4 separate regions of the Mus musculus genome follow, and regions 1, 2 and 4 are each linked to region 3. Evidence: chromatin contacts called from public Hi-C and promoter capture Hi-C data. All regions are on one chromosome and are shown on one strand. Each heading gives the region's core, a stretch centred on a gene start, on an enhancer-like site or on the middle of the called end of the contact. The rest is flanking DNA. Distances are from core to core; before and after follow the strand shown.

Evidence for each region. Promoter capture Hi-C pulls out the DNA fragments that hold promoters and counts their contacts. A called contact is a pair of places that touch in the nucleus more often than the background predicts. Capture Hi-C pulls out chosen DNA fragments and counts their contacts.
Region 1: a Hi-C map of liver shows a contact between it and region 3, with 2.8 times the contacts expected there. The contact joins the enhancer-like site here to the promoter of Tspan12 in region 3. A contact is called at or near these places in 9 of 39 promoter capture datasets (the C10 cell line, cranial neural crest, embryonic stem cells and 5 more), 1 of 484 Hi-C or Micro-C datasets (liver), 1 of 115 datasets of contacts at active chromatin or transcription factors (forebrain) and 2 of 9 other capture datasets (adipose tissue and liver).
Region 2: a promoter capture Hi-C map of adipose tissue shows a contact between it and region 3. The contact joins the promoter of Cped1 here to the promoter of Tspan12 in region 3. A contact is called at or near these places in 3 of 39 promoter capture datasets (the C10 cell line, frontonasal cranial neural crest and liver), 6 of 484 Hi-C or Micro-C datasets (the HL-1 cell line, embryonic fibroblasts, liver and 1 more), 3 of 115 datasets of contacts at active chromatin or transcription factors (craniofacial prominence, heart atrium and pancreatic cancer cells) and 2 of 9 other capture datasets (adipose tissue and liver).
Region 4: a contact with region 3 is called in a promoter capture Hi-C map of cranial neural crest. The contact joins the enhancer-like site here to the promoter of Tspan12 in region 3. A contact is called at or near these places in 9 of 39 promoter capture datasets (the 3T3-L1 cell line, cranial neural crest, embryonic stem cells and 5 more), 1 of 484 Hi-C or Micro-C datasets (liver), 1 of 115 datasets of contacts at active chromatin or transcription factors (embryonic stem cells) and 2 of 9 other capture datasets (adipose tissue and liver).

The regions. Positions count from the first base shown.
Region 1 is chr6:22,044,116-22,047,026 of GRCm38.p6, reverse strand. The region is part of intron 2 of Cped1 (cadherin-like and PC-esterase domain containing 1); the gene reads right to left. Among named protein-coding and RNA genes, the nearest start is that of Cped1, 60 kb to the right of the region's middle. Within about 2 kb of position 1,601, at least 10 of the 459 cell types and tissues checked have an H3K27ac peak or open chromatin away from gene starts, as enhancers often do. A contact at or near this core is called in adipose tissue and liver, where this site is marked.
Region 2 is chr6:21,984,422-21,987,299 of GRCm38.p6, reverse strand. Cped1 (cadherin-like and PC-esterase domain containing 1) reads right to left here and starts at 1,390. Exons shown (of 22, transcript NM_001081351.1): 1 at 241-1,390. The coding sequence starts at 489.
Region 3 is chr6:21,850,968-21,854,085 of GRCm38.p6, reverse strand. Tspan12 (tetraspanin 12) reads left to right here and starts at 1,553. Exons shown (of 9, transcript NM_173007.4): 1 at 1,553-1,680; 2 at 1,919-2,074; 3 at 2,941-3,076. The coding sequence starts at 3,011. Gm30270 (a long non-coding RNA gene) reads right to left here and starts at 1,668. Exons shown (of 2, transcript XR_377371.2): 1 at 1,360-1,668; 2 at 303-817.
Region 4 is chr6:22,018,081-22,021,078 of GRCm38.p6, reverse strand. The region is part of intron 2 of Cped1 (cadherin-like and PC-esterase domain containing 1); the gene reads right to left. Among named protein-coding and RNA genes, the nearest start is that of Cped1, 34 kb to the right of the region's middle. Within about 2 kb of position 1,283, at least 46 of the 459 cell types and tissues checked have an H3K27ac peak or open chromatin away from gene starts, as enhancers often do. A contact at or near this core is called in adipose tissue, where this site is marked.

The sequences.
Region 1 (2,911 bases), core at 352-2,851, 190 kb before region 3:
AACTTGGTGATTCCTTGAGTTGCTAGCCTAAAGAAAAAGTAGATTCTATATGGTATAGAATACTGAATTGGAATTTAGGGTCCAAATCTGCAATGACTATATATAGGATAGTTTCAATGAGAATGGCTCCCACAGGGTCCTACATTTAAATACATAGTTCCCAGTTGGTGTAACTGTTTGGGAAGGAATAAGGGGTGTGGCCTTGTGATGAAGGTGTTTGACTGTGAGCGACTTTGCGGCATCACAAGACTTGTGCCATTCCCAGTGTGCTCTCTCTGTCTCCCCGGTGTGCTTAAGATGTGAGCTCTCAGTTGCTCCTGCCACCATGCTTTTGCTCTTGCATCATAGACTCTAACCTTCTGGAACAGTGAGCCCAGGTAAAATGCTTTCTCTCATAAGTTCTCTTGGGCATGGTGTTCTATCACAGCAACAGAAAAGTACCTGAGATAAGTAGCAATGAATAAGGAGAGAAACATCTAAAAATTCTTCTAAGATTTCTTTTATTATCATTACTATCATTATTATTTGTGTTCGTGTATGTGTAGTGTACACACACACACATACACACACACACACATACACACACACACATGCATGTACGTATGCATGCCTCAAAGGCCAGAAGAAGGAATGGGCATGGGATTCTGGGGAGCAAAAGTTACAGTTCTTTCTACACTGCCCAACATGGGTTCTGGGGACCAAACTCTACTTCTCTACCAGAGTAGCAAGCATCTTAACTGCCGAGCCACCTCTCCAGCCCCAACAGGTAAGAATTTCTGAGTGCTCATAATGCTCCTTAATGTGCTCCAAATATTGATTTCAATTATTATTTTTTTTTACTTTAGAGATGGAATCTACTGGATATGGATGTTCTGAGAAGCACGGAAGCACTAGGTAATTTGCCCAACAGCTTCCATGTAGTTACTGGACTTGAGTGCTAGATTCTTAGGTCTAACAGCCATGATCTTGTCACCATTGGCCTCTTAAATCATGAGGAAGCGACAGAGAAATGTAACTTTTGATGCCACATTCCCCTTCATTTACTTGTGACAGCTGCGGACTAGAAACATACTTTAGAAGTATGTTGCACATACTTTAGGAGTAGAGACAGACAGACAGACAGACAGACAGACAGACAGACAGATAGACAGATGGACAGACATGCATGTAGGCAGGCACACACACACACACACACACCGTATATATAGCTTTGGTCTTTTTTAGTTAGTTCTTAGGAAGTCTCTTCTGCTCTGGGAACTTGGAGGAAAGAATGACTATAGTGGGTATACTCAGAAACCCCTCAACCCTCACCCAGCACTAGACCCAGTATTGGCAATGCTTCTGGCATTGAACTCCGTTCAGTCTTCCCATGTGAAATGAACTAATCTCCAATCACACGGGCACTCAGAAGCTACAAACACTAACCTGGCTTCCACCTAGTTTCAAAGTTAAACTTCCAAAAGGTTCCTTGGATTGCTTTTTAGGTGACTGATATTGTTTCTTTCCCTATCACAAGGAAACCAGAGCCTTATGAGTGACACCAGCCAAGAGAGGTCATAGGGTAAAGTTCTAGAACCAAACCGAACCAAACCAAAACAGGATGTGCACGTCCCACTCTCCGGCCCAAAATTACAAAAACACACACACTCCGCAGCCAGCTCCTCCCAGCCAGCACATGGCTGAACAAAACGATCTGGAGCACGCCACCACAGGGTTTGCTGGGAGGGATGTGTCACATACAATTTGAGAAGTTACGAAGACCCACACTTATTAATTCACACTTAAATAGACACTGTGTATGCTTTAATTCCTTCAACACAATTTTTTTTTTCTTTTGAAATCAAGCATCTACCATAAGGAGGGAGGCTGTCTTCAGAACATTTCCATCTTCCTCGGGCAGGTTGCCATAAAAAGCAAACAATTGTTTCCCGGTTCACAAATAACTTCCCTTGCTGATAAAGTATGCTGGATCAGTAATATAATCCAGAGTACAGAGCACTGTGAGATAGTGCTGTTCACACTAGTACCATTTGCACAGAAATTCTTTATTCTCAAGGAAAGAGAACTCCATACACTGGAAACAATTCCCCCACCCCAACCTGAAAAACCCCAGCCAAACAAACAATATTACATCTATTCCTGCTCTATTGTCATCATAACATTTACTACCTCCTGCTATGTATATAGTTGTTTATTATCTGCTTTTCCCAATTTGTTTTTATTTGTTGGTTGGTTGACCTTAGTTTGGTTTGTACTAATTTGGTTTTTTGAGGCAAGACTATGTGACCTTGGTGGGTTTTGAACTCCGATCTTTAGCCTCAGCCTCCTAAGTTCTGGGTTTACAGGCACACATCATTCCCCCCATACTTTTTGCCTCTGATTTGAATTTGAGCTCAGGAGAGCAGAGACTACAGCTATTTATTCAGTTTTATAATCTCCATGCTTATCAACTGGCTGAAATATAAAGAGAATATGTGACATATTTGTTAAACGTATATAAATGAGTGAGTTAGTGAATGTGAGCAACAGAAAAAAAAATTACAACTCAGTCAAAAGCTAAGGTACTCCCTGGGTTCAATCTCAAGCATGGCAAAAATAAAATAAAATAAAATAAAATAAAATAAAATAAAATAAAATAAAATAAAATAAAAGGCAAGGGAAAGAGAGGCCCAGGGAGAGAGAGGTGGCTGAGTAAGTAGAGGGCTAGCTATGTAAGCACTAAGTTTGGAGCCCCAACGTCTACATTTAAGCCAGGCAAAGTAGCACAACCTATAATCACAAGGGCTAAAGAAGGATAAACCAGCAGACCCCTGGGGCTTATTAGACAGCCAATTTGGTGAGTTCTAGGGTCAGTAAGAGACCCTATCTCACAGCCCAGAGGAAGACACATAGTATTAAACTCTCACCTGCA
Region 2 (2,878 bases), core at 141-2,640, 130 kb before region 3:
ATCTTAAAAGCGATTTTCCCTCACTGCAATGAAGGTAGCCTCTAAAGGATAAAGGGCAGAACTCTTTAAGTAGGTTTAGGAAGTTTGGCAGCTTATGTAATACCTCTCCCAGTCACCGGGTCACTCCGCACTGTTTTCACTCTGGCTCCCATTCGGACCACATGGAAGTTAATTTTAGTTTTGCAGAAAGGAGAGAGAGGCCGACCACAGACGCCCAGGATAAACTCAACTCAGACTTACCTTCCTGGTTTCCTGGGTACTCGCAGAGAGAAGGAAGCATTGTTTGTCCTGCCGGTATCCTTCTTCACATCTGCTAGCCTGAGTTTGAGAGGGTGTGTGTGGGACAGTGCCAGAGACGTCCGCTGCAATCTTCTTAGTCCCTCGGAGTGTCAGGGTCTGGTAAAAGAGACAGATCGCCACCACCAAACCCACCAGGAAAGGTCGGGGGCAAAATCGCCGGCGACAAAGGAACCCGGGTCGACAGACCATGACCAGTCCAGGATCACTTGGCCCCTGGCCACGTTGTCAGTGTGAAAAAAACACACATCTGTCTTCTTTTTACACAATTCCAATCAAGTTCGCCCCATCTCCGCTTGAAAACTTTCCGAAGGTTCATGCCAAAGATTCATAGGACCCAGCGGTCAGAGGTGGTTAATAGCCCTTAAATGAAGGACAGTAAGAAGTGACTGGCCAGATTTTTTTTTAAGATGTCAAAATAAAGATAGTTATAAGAAATCATCCGAATGCATCCCCAGCTACCAAGAGTTCCTTCCGGTAATGCCTTACTTCCACAACATTCTTAAAGTCAGGAGTTCAGCTTGTCTCCTCTTTTGGGGCAAAAAGAAAGCACCGTAAAGCGGGTCTGGAGGCAGAAACCAGCCGAAGACGCAGTCGATTTAACGCGAAGTGCCTGTTGCACAGCTGGGCGCCGGCCAGGTTGTCCTAGCAGTTTCTCATTTTCCCTCCGGTTTTAAAGCCATCCCGCTCCCAGCCTTTTATGTTGTAGAACTGCTGCTTCCTTTCGTTCAGTTTTAAATTGCCACTTTGCTGCTAGCATTCACGGCTTTTAACATAAAAAAGGGGGATAGCAGTTTGGCTGTATGTGGTTACTGTCAGGGCTTTGCTTGCGTTTGGTCTCATTCCGTTTCAAGTTCAAAGTTCTGTGTACTTACTCAGTTTTCATCCTTTTAGCCAGATTTTTTTTTTTTCATGATCCCCTAATGGATTGCTGATCAAAATCACTTGGAAGGAAACACCCAGGCGTAGGACTCCGCTTCATCTCACTCTCACGCACGGACAGACACGCGCAGACTCGCGGAGACACGCGCGTGCCAGCTGCACACAGGGCCGAGAGCCGGAGGACCTGGGCCATCGCTGCCACCCAGGCCGAGCGGGGCGGAGCTAAACTAAGGCTTTTTCTGGCCTTGGGGGCTGTCCGAGCCGCGTTATAAGTTTCTGCCCCAGCAAAGGGTAGGCTACTAATGTGCATGGGAACAGCAGTTGGCACCCATATCCCAACTTGGAACGTGGCTACCTATCCAGACCCGCAGAATTAGAAATATACTTGATCTCTGATCCTCTGTGTCACTGCGTTTTCCTAATACAGAATAACAAATGGCTTCTAGTCAATAGATGCTAAAGGTCGAGGAAGAGATGAAGGCCGACTCTGAGCTAACCGGGAGGCTTATCACTCCAGGGAATTGTGGTCTCGCCTAAGAGGACAAGAGAGTCATCCGGACAGTCTGGACCACTGAAGAGGAAACATTCCGTGTAACTAAAAGTCCCCTCTCCATTCCAACAGAGTCCTTCCGCCGTTATTACCGCTCTGTGGTTCTCCGAGGCAAATAGTCTGATGCCTAGCTCTTCAAATGAACTGACTGTAGTAGGTATTGAAGTTCTAACTTTTGCCCAGGAGAAAGGAGTACCCAGCAGGCTTTTTAATTCCATACCAACCCTCTCACGGGCATCACTTTTGGCTCAGCAGGATGAGGGACCACCGAAGAGAACCTCCAGGTTCTTGCTTTGGCAGCTCTAGGAACGACTAGTTTAAGCTCACGGGGACATTCTTCAAATACCTAGATGGTTTCTATACTTTAGGTCTAACCAAACTTCTTATAGGCAGATGTTCTCCCTTGAGGCCACACCCCTAGAGTAAACCCATTCCAGACTCAGAGATTACACTCTAATATTTTGTGAGAAAGAGCGCCCCCTAGAGGTTCACAGCTACAAAAGATTCAGAAAATGGACATCTCTTGCTAGTAAGAAACTTGAGTCAGCTTGGGATAGATGAGCAGAGAGAGAGGAGGGGGAGGGAGAGGGAGAGACACAGACACAGAGAGAGACAGAGACAGACACAGAGAGAGACAGACACAGAGAGAGACAGAGACAGAGACACAGACAGAGAGACAGAGAAGGAAAAGGAGGAAGAAGAGAAGAGGGACAAAAAAGAAAAGAAAAAAAAACAAAAGAAAAAATAAAAAAGAAAAGAACAGAATAAAAAAACAAAAAAAGAAGAAGAGAAGAGAAAAGGAAAGTTTGCACCTTAAAAACAAATTAATTAGGTCAATATAGAATAAACAATAACTTACCTCAGTCTATTTACATATAGTCTATAAAATGTTTTACTACTATTTAATATATAAATTCAGTCTTCAATACCATGACAAATAAGGGAATGGGAGAAAATTAACCTGGTTTTCACATATAGACATTGAAAGAGCATCACTGCTGCATGCCACAGGTTTTGTGTGGATGTAATATATTTTGAAGGCCAATAGGAATTACTAGACCTCTAAACTGGAATGGTTTCTATGTTAATAAGACCCAGAGTATGGTAAAGCTGTTTACTGGGTGTTATGAGCAGTATAGGTAGTTGTTA
Region 3 (3,118 bases), core at 304-2,803:
TAGCTAAGGCCACACTTTTGGAGACTCTGACTTCAGTGTTCTGGGGTTCACCAGAGCTTCAGGGTGTTTCTGGATTCCAGATGGTCGCCTGACTCCAATTGCACTAAGAGTTGGCCACGTGAGGCTACTAATCTGTCCCTCATTTCTTATTTACTATGAAGATGGAGGACAAACATACTTTTAAAGACCTTTCATCTGTATTACTAGTTTATCATGTAGGTGTGTATCAGGTAGGTGAACCCGAGGAATTTATGGATTATGCAGAAAGCATTTACCAATCAATCTTCTAGCAATGGAAGATAGTTTTTATTTTTATTATGGGCATTCATTTCTTCCTTTTAATGTCAAAGCCTCCCTTGTATGAAGAAAATTTTAGGTCTCTCAGGAACTGTGTGGCAGCACACAGTTTGGATGGTGGTTTGTTTCAGTCGCAGGCAGCTGACCTTGCGCTTGCCTGTGAACACAAGGGATGAAAGCGGCTCTCTTAGCTCCTCCCACAATTTCTGAAGCCACTCTGTTGCTGGAGTGGGGGCCATCTGATGGATGACTGACGATTTCCTTGGCAATTTGTGTGGATGGCTGTCCTTGTTTGCTTTTTAGAACTTGTCTTAGTGATTTGCTTAGGAGGAATGTTAATACCCTAGGCCTGGGCATCCATATTGACTCTCATGGTCTTGACCTCGGTACCAACCAATTTAGAGCACGTCTCCTTGTCACTTTGGCCACACAGCAGACAGGTGATGATGGATACAGACCACAGCTGCATGTTGCCCCGAAGACTCCGATTATTAGTTTTTCTCAAAGATGTTGCTTGGATCTAAGGTAACACAATTTTTGGTGAGTTTTTTGTTTGTTTGTTTGTTTTTGTTTTTGTTTTTTGTTTTTTTTTTTTGTTTTGTTTTTCCTATTTGACGAGGAAACAAATGGTCACAGCAACATATACTACTGTGAGGGATAAAACCTAATCTTTTATGGGAGCAACATGAGCCAGCAATTTTAATTTTTAAGTGTGAAAATGTCTTACTTCTGAAATAGAAGATAGGTTTGGAGCTATGCTTTGTGATTCTTGTGATGTGGTTCCTGTGATACCCTACTGAATCTCTAGTTAAAAAAAAAAAAAAATCAAGGCGGCTTCCAAAGATTCACTACCCTATGTGCCTTTCCAGATTAAATCACCAACATTGCCAAGACACCACAGTATCAGGAGAAAGTTTAAAAACTTTGGAAACTTGTGAAAGAATTGCCTGATCTTTTCCCTATCTGGATGCTAAATCTGTATAGAGATACATTGATGGTTTTTGCAAATGTTAGTAGATCAGAGTGGGAAAGAAATGTTATTTTATATATTTATTTACCTACTTTTGATCGGGGAGTGCAACAAATCAATAAGGTTCACAGGGCAGGACATTAATGACAAGTCACCGGAGGCGGCTCCACAAAGGTCCTGAAAACTCGTCTCTCATTGCAGGAATTGGGTTGGGCCACCGGTGGCCCCCCTTCTCAAACACAAATATTTTCATATAATAAAAAGCCTGCTTCCTTATAACCCACCCTCCATTCCCACGACGGTACCATTTTAAAGGGGTGTGCTGCAAGGACTCCTCCTAGTTTTGCAGGTTTTTAATCTCTCCGGCATTCTATCTCGCAGAGGTGAAGAATCTCTCTGGGGTGTCACTCTGGGTAAGAGGGACAAGAAACACCCACTAGGACCCAACCCGGCAGCCAGCGGCCGAGCATGCGCTGAGAGTTTGTGCAGCTGGCCCTGGCTGCCGCTGCTGCCTTGTCCGGACTTGGCGAGGACTTGGGAGGGACAGCGGCGTTGGGAGGTGGCTTAGCAGAGACTTTCCAGCGTCTGCTGCCCGGGACTTTTTTTTTTTTTTTTTTTTTTTTTTTTTTTTTTCTTTTTTCTTTTTCCCAGGAGTTAGCGACGCCGACGGTTGGAGAGAGGAAGACAAGGAAGCGTCTGCTGCTGGCGCCGATGCATCCCTTTGGCTCTCCGGGAGGAGCGTCCCTGCCCGGATGAGTGTCTGCTGTGTGTCCCCGACTGTTCCCCGGCAGGAGCGCAGCTCGAACGGTGAGTGGCCACAAGTCCCACATCTCTCCTGCCCGCGGTCCCTGCCGCCTGCCGGAGTGGCTTCTGCCCTGCGCGGTGCGTCCTGCCGGGGGCGTGCGGCCGCCGGTGACTTTGCCTGACCGCGCAGGCTTTGTGCTCTGCGGGCGGCGGGGACCTCAGTGTCGCGGCGGCACGCGGGACCCCGAGGTTGCGCGTCCGGGGGGGCGGGGGTGGTAGTGAATGATGACCGGTCCGGCTTGGGTACTGCCGCACCGGCCCTGACTCCCCAATTTCTCCTCCCCGCCATCCCGCCCCAGGCTCATCCATTATTCCCGGAGGACAAACTGCATTTCTCACGTTCTTCCAAAGAAACCCTAGTCACCGGGCGGGATCCCAGCTCTGTGCTGCGCCCCCAGTGGCTCCCGAGTTCACACCCGAGCTGTGCGACCCGGTGGTGGGGTGGGAGCAGGGAGGTAGGGCCCAGGAGCTGCCCAGAGAAGGGCATTCCTGTGCTCCGAGAGGTCGATGTGTGTGTGTGTCCGTCCTTGGGAATAGGGATAGCACTGGAGCCTGTGGCATCTCCAGAGTCACAAAGCTGTCCCCCAGGAGACAGCAAAGAAAGTCTCAAGGGCCATGCCACTGGTCCCCTGGGAAAACTAGTTTACTGTACATTCATCCAGAGAGTTAACCTTTTCTCTTGGCAGCAGGTGTTATCCGATGCCATGTGAGGACTTTTGGGAGTTTTATTCCCTTTAAGACTCTAACAAATGAGTTTCGATGAGAGGACGTCTGAAATAAACTAGGCTTGGGGATCCTGGGGACCCAGCTGAGGGCTGGCAGAGGGGTTCACTTGTGAAGGTAGTTCTCTGCTGTGCCCGCCCCTGCAGATCGCCGGGGCTCTGCCTGGACCAGTAGAATGTGGTGAGAGGATGGGGTTTCTCCCTCCCAAGACTCACAATGGCCAGAGAAGATTCCGTGAAGTGTTTGCGCTGCTTGCTCTACGCCCTCAACCTGCTCTTTTGGGTAAGTCCTACTATCCCAGCGGGTGGGGATGGCTAGATTGGG
Region 4 (2,998 bases), core at 34-2,533, 170 kb before region 3:
ACTGTTAAATTATAATCAATACAGCGGCACGGCAGCAAGCAGGGGTTTGTGTATTTTTTCTTTCTAAAATCTAATCCTGAGAACTGTAGCTCCTTGAGCCCACCGTCTATCCCTTAGATCAGCATCCCCAGCCTGTCTGCATGTAAGAATCACATGTGTGTTCTTAGCATACACAATTCAAGCCTCATCCTAGAAGTGTGAACGAGATAAAATGTAGGCGGGGCTGTATTTGCTTCTTCTCAAACAGGGATGGAGAAAGTGACTAAGCTCATTCACATGCTACTTAGAAGTACATATTACAAATACCATTAACAGAGATCCAGAGCTGAAATGACTCCTATAGTCCCAGCTTATATTATTTCCCAAGGGACTCATCAATTTCTTGTATGTCCCAAGAATGGAATTAACCGCTATGGAAGGAGAATCTAATCTATAATGTTCATATCCTAGTTTATGACCTGGTATGGCTAACTTCTTCCTTTACATGGTGTTTATTTAATAGAATTTAAAAATATATATAAAGAAAGAAATAAAATACAAAGCCCAGGGGCAAGAGAGGTGGCTCGGTGGTTAAGAATACTGGCTGCTATTGGTGAGGATTAGGGTTCTATTCCCAGCACACATATGAAGCTCACAACTGTGTGTAACTCTAGTTCCAGGGGATCTGACACATGTTCTAGCCTATCAGGGCAACAGTCACACAAGCAGTACACGGTCTTATATACAGGCAAAGCACCTGCGCACATAAAATACAACGAAAATGAAAACAAACAAACAACTCAAAGTTACGATGCCGGTACAGATTACATCTAAGAGTAAAATGTTGTCTGGCTGGCTGGCCTATGACCCTTTTATATATTTTTTCCTAACTTTTATTATTGTTTATCATCCTGTAAAGGCTTTTAAAAGTGGCACTAAGCTGGAAAAAGGTCAGCGTTTCCTTCAATGATGGCATAAAAAGAGAGGTCAGCAGAGTGGTCAGGGCGAAGTCAGGGCAGGAGAGAAGAGCAGGGAGAAGCAGCATGCCTTTTTTTTTTTTTTTTCAAAACAAGAAAATAGGCCTCGCACTTATGTCCCTTGGTCCACACACGCACTCTATGAACACATCAGCCTGCTGCTGTGCCCTCCACTGCCTGGGCATACTTAGGTTTTAACGTCCTATTTTCAGACTGCGGGTTAGTCCCAGGAAGGAAGTGCAAAAGCAGAGTAAAGGGCATGCAGGACGGGGCTGTGCTCCAGGTTCTTCAGCGTCCTCTCCTCGTCCCAGCAGCTCAGCCTCGGGGCCTGAGCTCACACACACACACACACACACAATCAGTACAACTTCCTGTTCTGCTCATGAGCAGGAGGTAAAATAATGAGGCAGAAAATGTGTCCCAGCCAAAGAAACTCAAGAATCACGTTCTGAAGACGCATTTCTGTGGAGTGTGTCATATGTGCAATTCAATTACAGCTTATAGGTTAAATTGGGATTCGAATAAAATAAGTTGTCATTTCCTTTTTAATCCCACACACCATATATGTCAGATTAGAATCACGGGGTCATTTTACTTCAGGTATTCTCTGCACGGTGTTCCAGAGTGGAAACAAAATTTAAAACCAGAATCAATTTTCATACTTCACATATTGCGCGAAATTGATCCTATTGCTGGTGGCAATGGGCAACAGAGGAAAGGAATGCAAAGATAAGCTGAGAAGATGCGTTTAAAGCTGGGGACTGTGGGAAGGGGAATTGAGTCAGCTCCCACGTGATGAATGCTGGTGACATTACACAGTTATCCCTGGTCATCAGGCCCCACAGCAACTCGGGCTGCCAGATTCTATTGCTTCGAGCTGCCTTTGCACTTTCATCCTACTTGGAAGCTGCAAAACAATCCTCCTTAGTTTGTGTCAAACTGACCCACAGACATCCACTGGAAGAGGTGGTGCAATCCATCTGTTTTGCAGCTGGAGAAATTTAAATTGAATTGAAGGTGAAATGCACAGATGATCCACATTGTATGCACACTAAGTCAGGGGCAGCATCAAAACATGGTGGAATATAGGGATTTTAGACCACAGTAGTGCACCATCAAGGGCACTTGGCATGACATCAGGAATGCTGGTCACAGCCTCGGGAGTGCTAGGCAGTTACCCCACTCGGTGTGGGATAAGAGAGATGCTAGTCATTTTGTACATTTTCTTTATCTAAGCATTTTTTATGAGGTTTTAATGATGTCACTTCCAAATGTTCCAGAACTTTAGCTTGTTCGGTTGTAATAGAACTAAGCCAGGCGAAACTCAAAAAAGGCCACCAACTGTGTTTTCAGCTCTTGTCAACATCCCAGGGCTTACATATTCCTTTGTGGTTTACGTATCTGTAAATATGGTTTATTATTTATGCCTTTTTTTCTTATTTTTAATCCCCTGGCTTGGATTTCTAAGCCACTCCTATAAGACAGAGACCAATAGGTTGCATTCTCCGAAGCGTGCCTTACAAATACTCTCAACATCTTAAAAGCGCCTTTCTTCTCATCAGACAGATCTCCATGGCTTCTAGATCCCAAGACCTTCACCAGCCAAGTGTGAAGGGTGAACAAGGTCAAGTAACAGCTTCCCAACTTCCTTTCATCCCCACAAGCCAGGAAAGGAATCCCACACTTCCTGAGAAGGTAGCTTGCTTCAAGAGTATTTGGGCACCAGCATCTGACTATTCTCTACCAAAGGAAGCTACCATGGAAAACAGCACTCAAATTATCTCTTTTGCCTTTCTTATGAAAATAAAAGAAAATAGATGACACACACAACCTTTCCATATTTAGCATTCCATTTCCACAAATTCTACTGTGATGATTATTTTTTTTAGTTCTCACATTTGCATTGAAAGTGAACATTTTTCATTGTCATTATTCTCTGAACAATACCCTACATATAATAACTATATGTGTTATATTTTCATTGCTTTAGGTATTATACATGATCTAGAAGAGATTCCAAATATGTGGAGGGTTATGTGCAA